Linked DNA regions of Drosophila melanogaster: region 1 is linked to region 2. A link is a contact called in public Hi-C data. All regions are on one chromosome and are shown on one strand. The core of a region is the stretch at or near the end of the contact, and the rest is flanking DNA. Distances in the headings are between cores, read along the strand shown. Region 1 holds the start of Pdp1 (PAR-domain protein 1). Region 2 holds the start of ImpL2 (Ecdysone-inducible gene L2).

Region 1 (4,141 bases), core at 1,174-3,673, 3.6 Mb before region 2:
TGTAGTTTGGCCTCGTTTGTTGGCGGCTTCTTGGGCAATGTCAAGGCATTGTTGTTGTTGTTGTTGTTGTTGTTGTTGTTGTTGTTGTTGTTGTTGAGCGAAAGCGAACGCGCAAAAGAACTTTTGAAATAGCGACACGGCATCTGGAAATCAAAGTCAAGATCCGTTGTCTGCTGCATGTTTGTTGTGGTTTTGTGCATTTCTATTGGCTAAAACGGGATTTCTTTATTTATATATTTGAATTTTCCCTTGTGCTGCCTCTTTCTCTGCTATTTTTTTTTGTTGGTCTCTTTTAAATTGGCATTGTTGATGTTTTCCTCTTTAGCGGTATTTCCCTTTGGATTATTGCATTTTTTCACGCACCCATAAGTTCACTTTCACACACTCACGCACAAATCAATTAGTTTTTGACACTCGAAGGATTTTTTTCAATACAATTTAATAGAAATTCAATGGAAATCAATTTCTGGGATTTATTCGCGCGCGCATAACACAAACAAAATTCATAAAGCCGCAGCTAGTTTTCGTTTGCGCCCGAATTGATGAGTTTTACTGTACTAAAATCCAGAAAAATTGGGAAATATTGATTCGTTGAAATGTTGTTGGGTTTGAATTTTAGTGCGAACTGTTGTTATTAAATGTTCAAGAATAATGTTCTACTAATAAATAGCTTGTTTTTCAACTTTACAACAGTTTGCTGCTTCTCGTAATTCACGCGACTTTTCCCGGCCGAGGTGGAAACCTAACTGGAAGACCAACTGTATGTTACCGCCAAATTCGCAGACAGTTTGTGCTTGGGTCACCCTGCTTGGGTTATTATTTCGATCTCCAATGTTAATGTTAATGTTATTAACAGTAAGCTCGTTCTCTCTGAAATAAATGAATGAAGAAGTTACCAAGGCAACCGAATAAAACAGAGTCTGCAAAGAATGTCTTAACAGCTAGCTATTCTCTTAATAACAGTGCAACAACAGTAAAAAAAATATGCTTAAAAGTATGCTAAGCATTTTGTTAAACAATCGTTTTTATGTCATAAGATCAGATCGTGAAACCTAAATTTAACAAATTAAATGAAAGAAACGTCTTGAACGTATACATTTAAGTGATTTTATAGAGACTTTTTTTTTAGCTTATAGCATTTAGTCAATAGCTTAGTTAACTGCACAAGAGTCTATAATAATAAAAGTCTATAAATACATTAAATTCGTTAACATGTTTTCAAATGTAGAAATGTTAATGATTTGGCGCGCCAAGAAATTTGAAAAATGTAGATTGTATTTTACAAGAAAATATGAAAAAGTATATTAAAAAGATAAAGTTTATTTTTGTTCTTCTTTTAGTTAAATAGATTGCATCTTAGTATTCATTATAAATATTATTCCAAATGTCTTAAAATTAATTAGTTTTTATATTTTATCATGAGTAAGAAAAGGGTTTTTTTCCAGTGCAAATTTTGTTCAACGAAACTAATAATATCGGTTGAGAAATGGAAATTGTTTTACCATTCCCCCTTCTAAGGAGGCATTAGCATTCGTTCCTCCGCTGACTAATCCCCGGCCTAATTCCCATACCTTATGTGGTATCTATATTGGGGAGACAGCTTGCCAATCAATTTGATTGCGCTGCGCTGATGTTTGCCCCTGTTTATCTAGCTTAGGGGAAGGATTTTCAAGCTTTTATCATAACAGAAGTGCTTTAATTCCCTTTGATGAACATTTGTACATAACCCCCTTTTGACAAAGAACTCCATAGCTTACTGATTTCGAAAAGCATGACCCAAAACTTAAGGTCATATCATTTTACTAGTAGGAATTTAAGTATTTAAACTAAAATTGGAAGTCATCTAAAACTATTTTTAAATGTAAAAATATTAAATATTTTATGAACCACATTTAATGTGTTTTTATTCATATCAATATATTTAAATAATTTTATAATTTAAATGATTTATGATATTTATTTATTTATAGACGTAAAATATTTGATGGAATCCTTCTGCAACCTGACCCCTAGCTACTAAAATAGAAATACGGCGATTAGTCAGAGTCGTTCGTAGTGGGTACTTAGTATAGATTTCTATTTTTATGGCCCCACGATCCACTGTTGCCATGTGCGCATGCCCCTGCGACTCTCCGTTACATAAGGCTTATATAAGAGGGCCATGCGAGCGAGCGAGATGGACATATGCCGCTTGGCTCTCTCGCTGCTTCTCCGCAACTAGCCCCCTCACGCTCTGGCCCCCTGAATGGCTCCAGTGAAGATAAAGACCACGTGATTACATTCTGCCGGCTGCACCAAAAAGAGAGAGCGAGAGAGCAGAGTGAGAATGAGTACTTGAAGTTGCTCTTATTTTGATTTCCAATTTATGTCCCAATGCTCCCCCGCGCCGCCATCGAAATGATTTAATCTTTTGGAAAATAGTTTCAGTTACGCGTTGTTGCTGCGACCGTGTGTATCGGTAATCGGTTTTCAAACACTTGCAATCGATAGGAGGACACAGAGTGTGCAATGAGCGAGCCCAAGGAGAATATCATGGACTTATCCGTGCGAGGTAAGTGGTAGCGTAGGCACCTGTCCATTGCCCCCTTGCCCCTCTCACCGAATCATCGAAAGCCCCAACAAAGGTAACACGTGCATTGGCGAGAGTGCGAATCGGTTTTGTTTGCTCTGCCTCTCACTCACACTTTGTGCGCGAAAAAGAGAAAGAGCTCAAGAGAGCATTGTGGGGGCGTGTGATAGTAAGCTTTTGCACGGTTTTATTTATTTTTTTGTTTTCTATTTTGCCGTGGTTAAGCCCGCCATGTGACAAATTATTTGATTTTGTCTTCAGATTGCTACAAATTGGTTTCTTTGATTTTCTATTTTTTTTTGCTATTTCCATTTCTATGGTGATTTTTTATTTACCTAGCGGCGGAGCCTTAAGCAAATAGTAGCTTATGTACGCACACGCAAAATTAGAGTGCTTGTATATTGTGTTCGGCCTTCAATAGAAACGTCACGAGGTACAGTGGATCGAGACTAAGAGGTACCTGAATTAGGAGTGGCTAAAGGATTTCGAAGGATTTTTGTAGCATACTTTCACACACTAAATTGGGGGATCTGAAGATAGAGAAGCTGAAACAAACTTTTAATTTTTTTGCTTTAGTCTTAAAATTTATATATTTATAAATACCCAGTGCAGCCGTACTCAATAGCAATGAATAATTCGGAATTTACACAGCATGCCGTCATTAATTAGTACAATCCAGATGCCGCCTAATTGATATATTGTGGACCCCGCCCAGGAAACCCCCAAGCCCAATCAGGTTCCCACCCCTCCGACCACTTAGCCACTCCACCGAACGACTTCCCCGAGATAAACTAGTATTTACCAACCCGATCACCTGCGATCGATATGCATAGGCCCCAAAACTGACCCCGTTGGATCTTGCGTCGGCACTTGAGGCCTTTGATATCAGACTAATCAAATGTTGGGGTGCTCGATAAAATAGCGTGGATTCTTGGATTGAGCTCATTTCCCCCTATCCAGTACTCAGTTTTGGGTTGCCATGATGGACTGCTGTCCAGAATTGGTGAAATAGAAACGACGACGTCGTCGTCGACAGTTGTCGCCATTCCATAATCACAATCAATTGCACTGTCATCGTTGTCGCCGGCTTCGTTATCAGGAGGAAAGGAAAGACGAGGTTACCAGGCGACTATAAATATTTACCCTCATGATATAGTTGGGCCGCATAAAAAGTGAGTTGTGGCTGTGCGGATGGTGATTACGATGATTATGGTGTGGATGTAGGCAGGGGCTAGTTTTAATTATAAACATTTACGACACACAGTCACACAGTTGCCATCCCATTGCTCATTTTTAGAGGGCTTGAAAAGACGACCATGCATATAATAAAGATTCCATTTGTTCTCGAGCCTTTTACTTGTGAGAAACTTTAGATTTAATTATCTATATTTACAGAATGCATTTTGTAAATAATATATTGCATTTGTTTTAATCAGACAGGGAAAGTCCATAGATCTTAGATATTGGTTCATAAGCTAAAAAATTATGAACCTGAAAAATAATAATAATGAAAAGGATTCCATTTTCATAGTTCTAATATGCAACGACAAATTTTATAGTATTATTAATACC
Region 2 (3,905 bases), core at 1,149-3,648:
TGCTAATAAATATGGTAAATGTGGGATGATTAAGTGAACAATGTTGCCAATAAACGCGAGGCGGACATGTCAAACGCCACGAGACGACAACTGTGACAGCGGCGGGTTTAATTACGCCATGCTGCCGACTGATTGCAGATGGGCTTACGGATGTGGGATGTGTGGGCACATAGATGGATGGCTGGATGTGGCCACACACAGCCCACTGCGTGGGCGGGTGCTGAGGGGCAGGTCCTGGCGAGGTCCTAGCGTGGGCCCGACCCGCCGCCATGAGGTGGCCCATCGTCAATTGGAGACAAGCTGGCAATTCAAATGAAGCCCTATTGACTGATGGCCAAATTGGCTCCGCGACTGCGTGGGCGGCTATTCGAGGGCCAAGCGATAGCTACGGATATTTATAAGAAAACAATGGGTGGTTGGGTGATTGGCTGGCCTGCTGGCTGGATGCTTGGATGCTTGGGTGGCGGCTGGGTGCCTGGGTGGTGCTCGTTGCCTCTCAAACGGGCGAGGGGCCGCTTTAAATTGGGCGTGGCAGCCGCTGTTGCTAGGTGACCATTTTCACAGCCATTTCCAACTGCGGTGGCAAGGTCCCATCATCATGTGGTTCCCGAACCGATAATGACCAAGCTGGTGGTCATCATGCTGGCTTTCCCCGGGCTGTCTGTTGCCGTGATTGCGTGAGCTCCACTTCATTTGAATATAACGGTGGCAGGCCACTTGGAGCACGTAGGCCCACACAGTGAAAAAATGGCTGAGAATATAGGTTTAATGTAGTTATCAGATTTTAAGATAGACAGCAAATACGTGAGATTATTTAATTGAAACATTTTAGAAAGCATTACTTATTCGTAATACTTTATCTTAAAATTAAAACAAATTTTTAAATTGAACAAGTAGAAAGTGGAAATGCATATTTACACCAAAGAATTGTTCTATATATTTTAATATTAGACTGATATATTATAAAAATGTGTCATCTGCTGTCGCAGATAAGAGACCTTTCTAGATTTAAATATATATGTGGCCTTAATTTAATTAAATTATTTGAATACCTTGAAAATATCACCACCTAGTGACGAATCGCACAGATAAGAGTTTTTTTTGCCAAGCAAAACATTGATGAGCCATCACTTTTGAGTACATTTTTTTTTCACTGTGCGTATTTAGATATTTTTCCGGTTTTTTGTGGTATATTCCACATAAAAAGTGGGCGTTTAAGAAGTAGCAACAAAGGCCCATAGAACTCTAATTAGGTGGCCTATTCTCGTCCAGCTGAAGAGCATTATTTGTGCTGATATAAGCCCCATTGTAATGAGGCGGATTACCAATTTTGGTTGGATTTTTTCTCCGTGCCCAGACTCCTAGACTCCGAAGTGCATTTCAATTGACGCCACACCAAAATCAATTGCAGCATCGTCTGTGGCGGGATCTTTGTGCAATTGGTACCGGGGCTCTGGAATGCAAATAGCGGACACCGCGGCAATTGATGCAGAGTCTCCAACTGGAGGCAGCAGGTCTGCCATCGCCATCGCTATCGTCATAGCCATACCTATATCTGTATCTCCAGCTCTACATATATCCATAGAACCACGGTGATTGACTGTCTGACCGGAAAGCAGATGGAACTAATTCCCGTCGAGCCGAATTAAAATCGCGACCTGAACAAATCCGGAATTATCAGCCCAAAGGCGGAGGCCATCAATGTTGGGAATGGTGGGAAATCAGAAGGCACCGCCTCCGCCAAGTGACTGGCATCTATTGATCCTTGTGAGAGTCACCGCCATATGGTAATTTGTGGGATCGAGGCGCTTGAGTGTACTGTAAAAAACCGTAGTGATTTTCATATGCATTTGGGGCACGCATTTCATTTCATTTCATTTCATTTGATTTCCAGTCCGATCCGAACGCAGCCGATCCAATCTTCTGCGAATGTTAATGAGAAAAATGTAATTTAAAATAATAAATTTGCATACAATTTTCTTTGCGAGTCAATCAATCAAAGGGGAGCAACAAGTAACTCGGAGCCAGAGCCACAGCCATCCCATCCCCTGTGAGCCACCCCCTTTTTGGGGCTAACGAAAAAAATATAAGAAACCCGAGCGTGGACACGAAGGCAGCCGCCACAGATACATTTACAGATACGAATGCGGATTGAGATACTGTATCTGTAGAGAGTGCCGACGCCATAACTGTTATTAAAGCCCCTGTAGAGTCCAATTTGCTCGCTCGTCCGTTTGTCCATGCGTCCGTTTGTCCGTTTGTCCGTTCGTCCGTTCGTCCCGCATTCGCCCACTTGTTGATTTTTGGTTCGGTTCGGGCATGCCCATGCCCATGCCCATGCCAGATGCCAGATATAAAAGCATGGACGCTCAATCTTCCGCCACACAGTCCATCATCACTCGCCACATCTCGAGCAGAACGGAGCTCCACCGAGAATCGACCATATATATATATATTCACATATATATACAGAGCCGAGAGTATAACTGCAACTGCAGCCTGAGTTTTAGTCCAAGTGAAATCGAAAGCCCACCTTAACGTATTCCATTTCCACCGGAAACTCCAGCCGAAGTTCTAGAACTCTAGTGAAAGTGCCAACGAAGCTTCGAGTGAACGTCATCCAAAAAACAAAAAATATGCAGGTACGAATGCTAGTCAATCACTAAATAAGTGTACTAACTATAAGCATATGGCGGGATTTTTGGACAACTATTACAAGCTTAAATGTCTCTGATTATTGGGGAATATATGCATTTGGATCTTTATTTAAATTAATTTTGACTATATACTGCACAGTTCTATGGCTTAATTAAAAAATATTCCATCAAAAACTGAATAATCTTTATAGCGGCAAACGAAAAAAAACCTTTCTCAATAATATATTTTTTATATGTAGGACCGCCTAGAAACCATGATTTAGCAGAAAAGATAGCCCACTTAATTGGGGTTCGGGGTTCAAAACCATCCGTATAACTTATATAGCAGCTTCCTCCGTTTGACTCATCGCCTTGGCAATCGAATGGTATCTCGACTTTGAACATCTTCATACATTTTTGTACCAGTTTCTGATCTTGTGCCATCAATTCATAACTTTTCGTGATGAGAGTGCTAAAAATGAGCAGTTTGATTCCATGTTTGATTCATGTGACGTGGGTACAAAGGGTCAATTCGCAAACGATTTAATTGAAACATTTCATCTTTAATTTAGCACACTCGTGATTTTTAATTGTGCAACAAAAATGATTTGTTATCGCGCTAGGCAACAGACTAGTGGAATACCAACAGACACTGGGGGGATCTCAGTTTTTCTGGGGTAGTCGCCAGTTGGTCTGTAGTTTCCCCTCATATATCGGATCTGTTGTTGTTGTTTTGCTTCCCGAAAGCCGGGCAATAATGATAACTGCAGTATTTGGTCAGCAATGTGCTTTTATACGCCGAAAAACTGGCGGATACTAAGAGTAAACAAAGTCCTCAGTGGCGATCGAGCGTGAGAAGAATGCCAATTGTCAAACAGAACTTAAGCAAAATATTATGAATATTCGTTGCCTGAGATCTGTTTTGACATCTCCACAACCGGAATTTGTCATTGAGAACTGTGCGAACTTGTGCAGTTTGATCTATATTTATAATATCAGCTTATCTGTGCCGATTTCGTTGCTTAAGAGCGGATTCATTTGTATTTCGAGTTATTATTATTATTTAAGCGAGTTATCTTTACATTTTATAACCTAGTACATTCTCGAATGAATATGTGTGACTATACCACTTAATTTACTTCTAGAGGTCAGAATATTCATTCTATCAGTTTTTGCCAGAACTTGAGGACAGATATTTCTTTACCTTCTTTGTAAGGTGGTTCTTGCTAGATCTTCAAGATTGGTTGCAAATGAAGCTATTCTTTCAGA

What was found. A called contact is a pair of places that touch in the nucleus more often than the background predicts.
Region 1: a Hi-C map of the Kc167 cell line shows a contact between it and region 2, with 2.0 times the contacts expected there.

The regions. Positions count from the first base shown.
Region 1 is chr3L:7,865,651-7,869,791 of dm6, reverse strand. It overlaps Pdp1 (PAR-domain protein 1), which reads left to right and starts at 2,423. Exons shown (of 5, transcript NM_168233.3): 1 at 2,423-2,551. The coding sequence starts at 2,509. CG32365 reads right to left here and starts at 750. Exons shown (of 5, transcript NM_168240.2): 1 at 689-750; 2 at 1-209. The coding sequence starts at 200.
Region 2 is chr3L:4,234,640-4,238,544 of dm6, reverse strand. ImpL2 (Ecdysone-inducible gene L2) reads left to right here and starts at 2,398. Exons shown (of 3, transcript NM_079197.5): 1 at 2,398-2,642. The coding sequence starts at 2,637.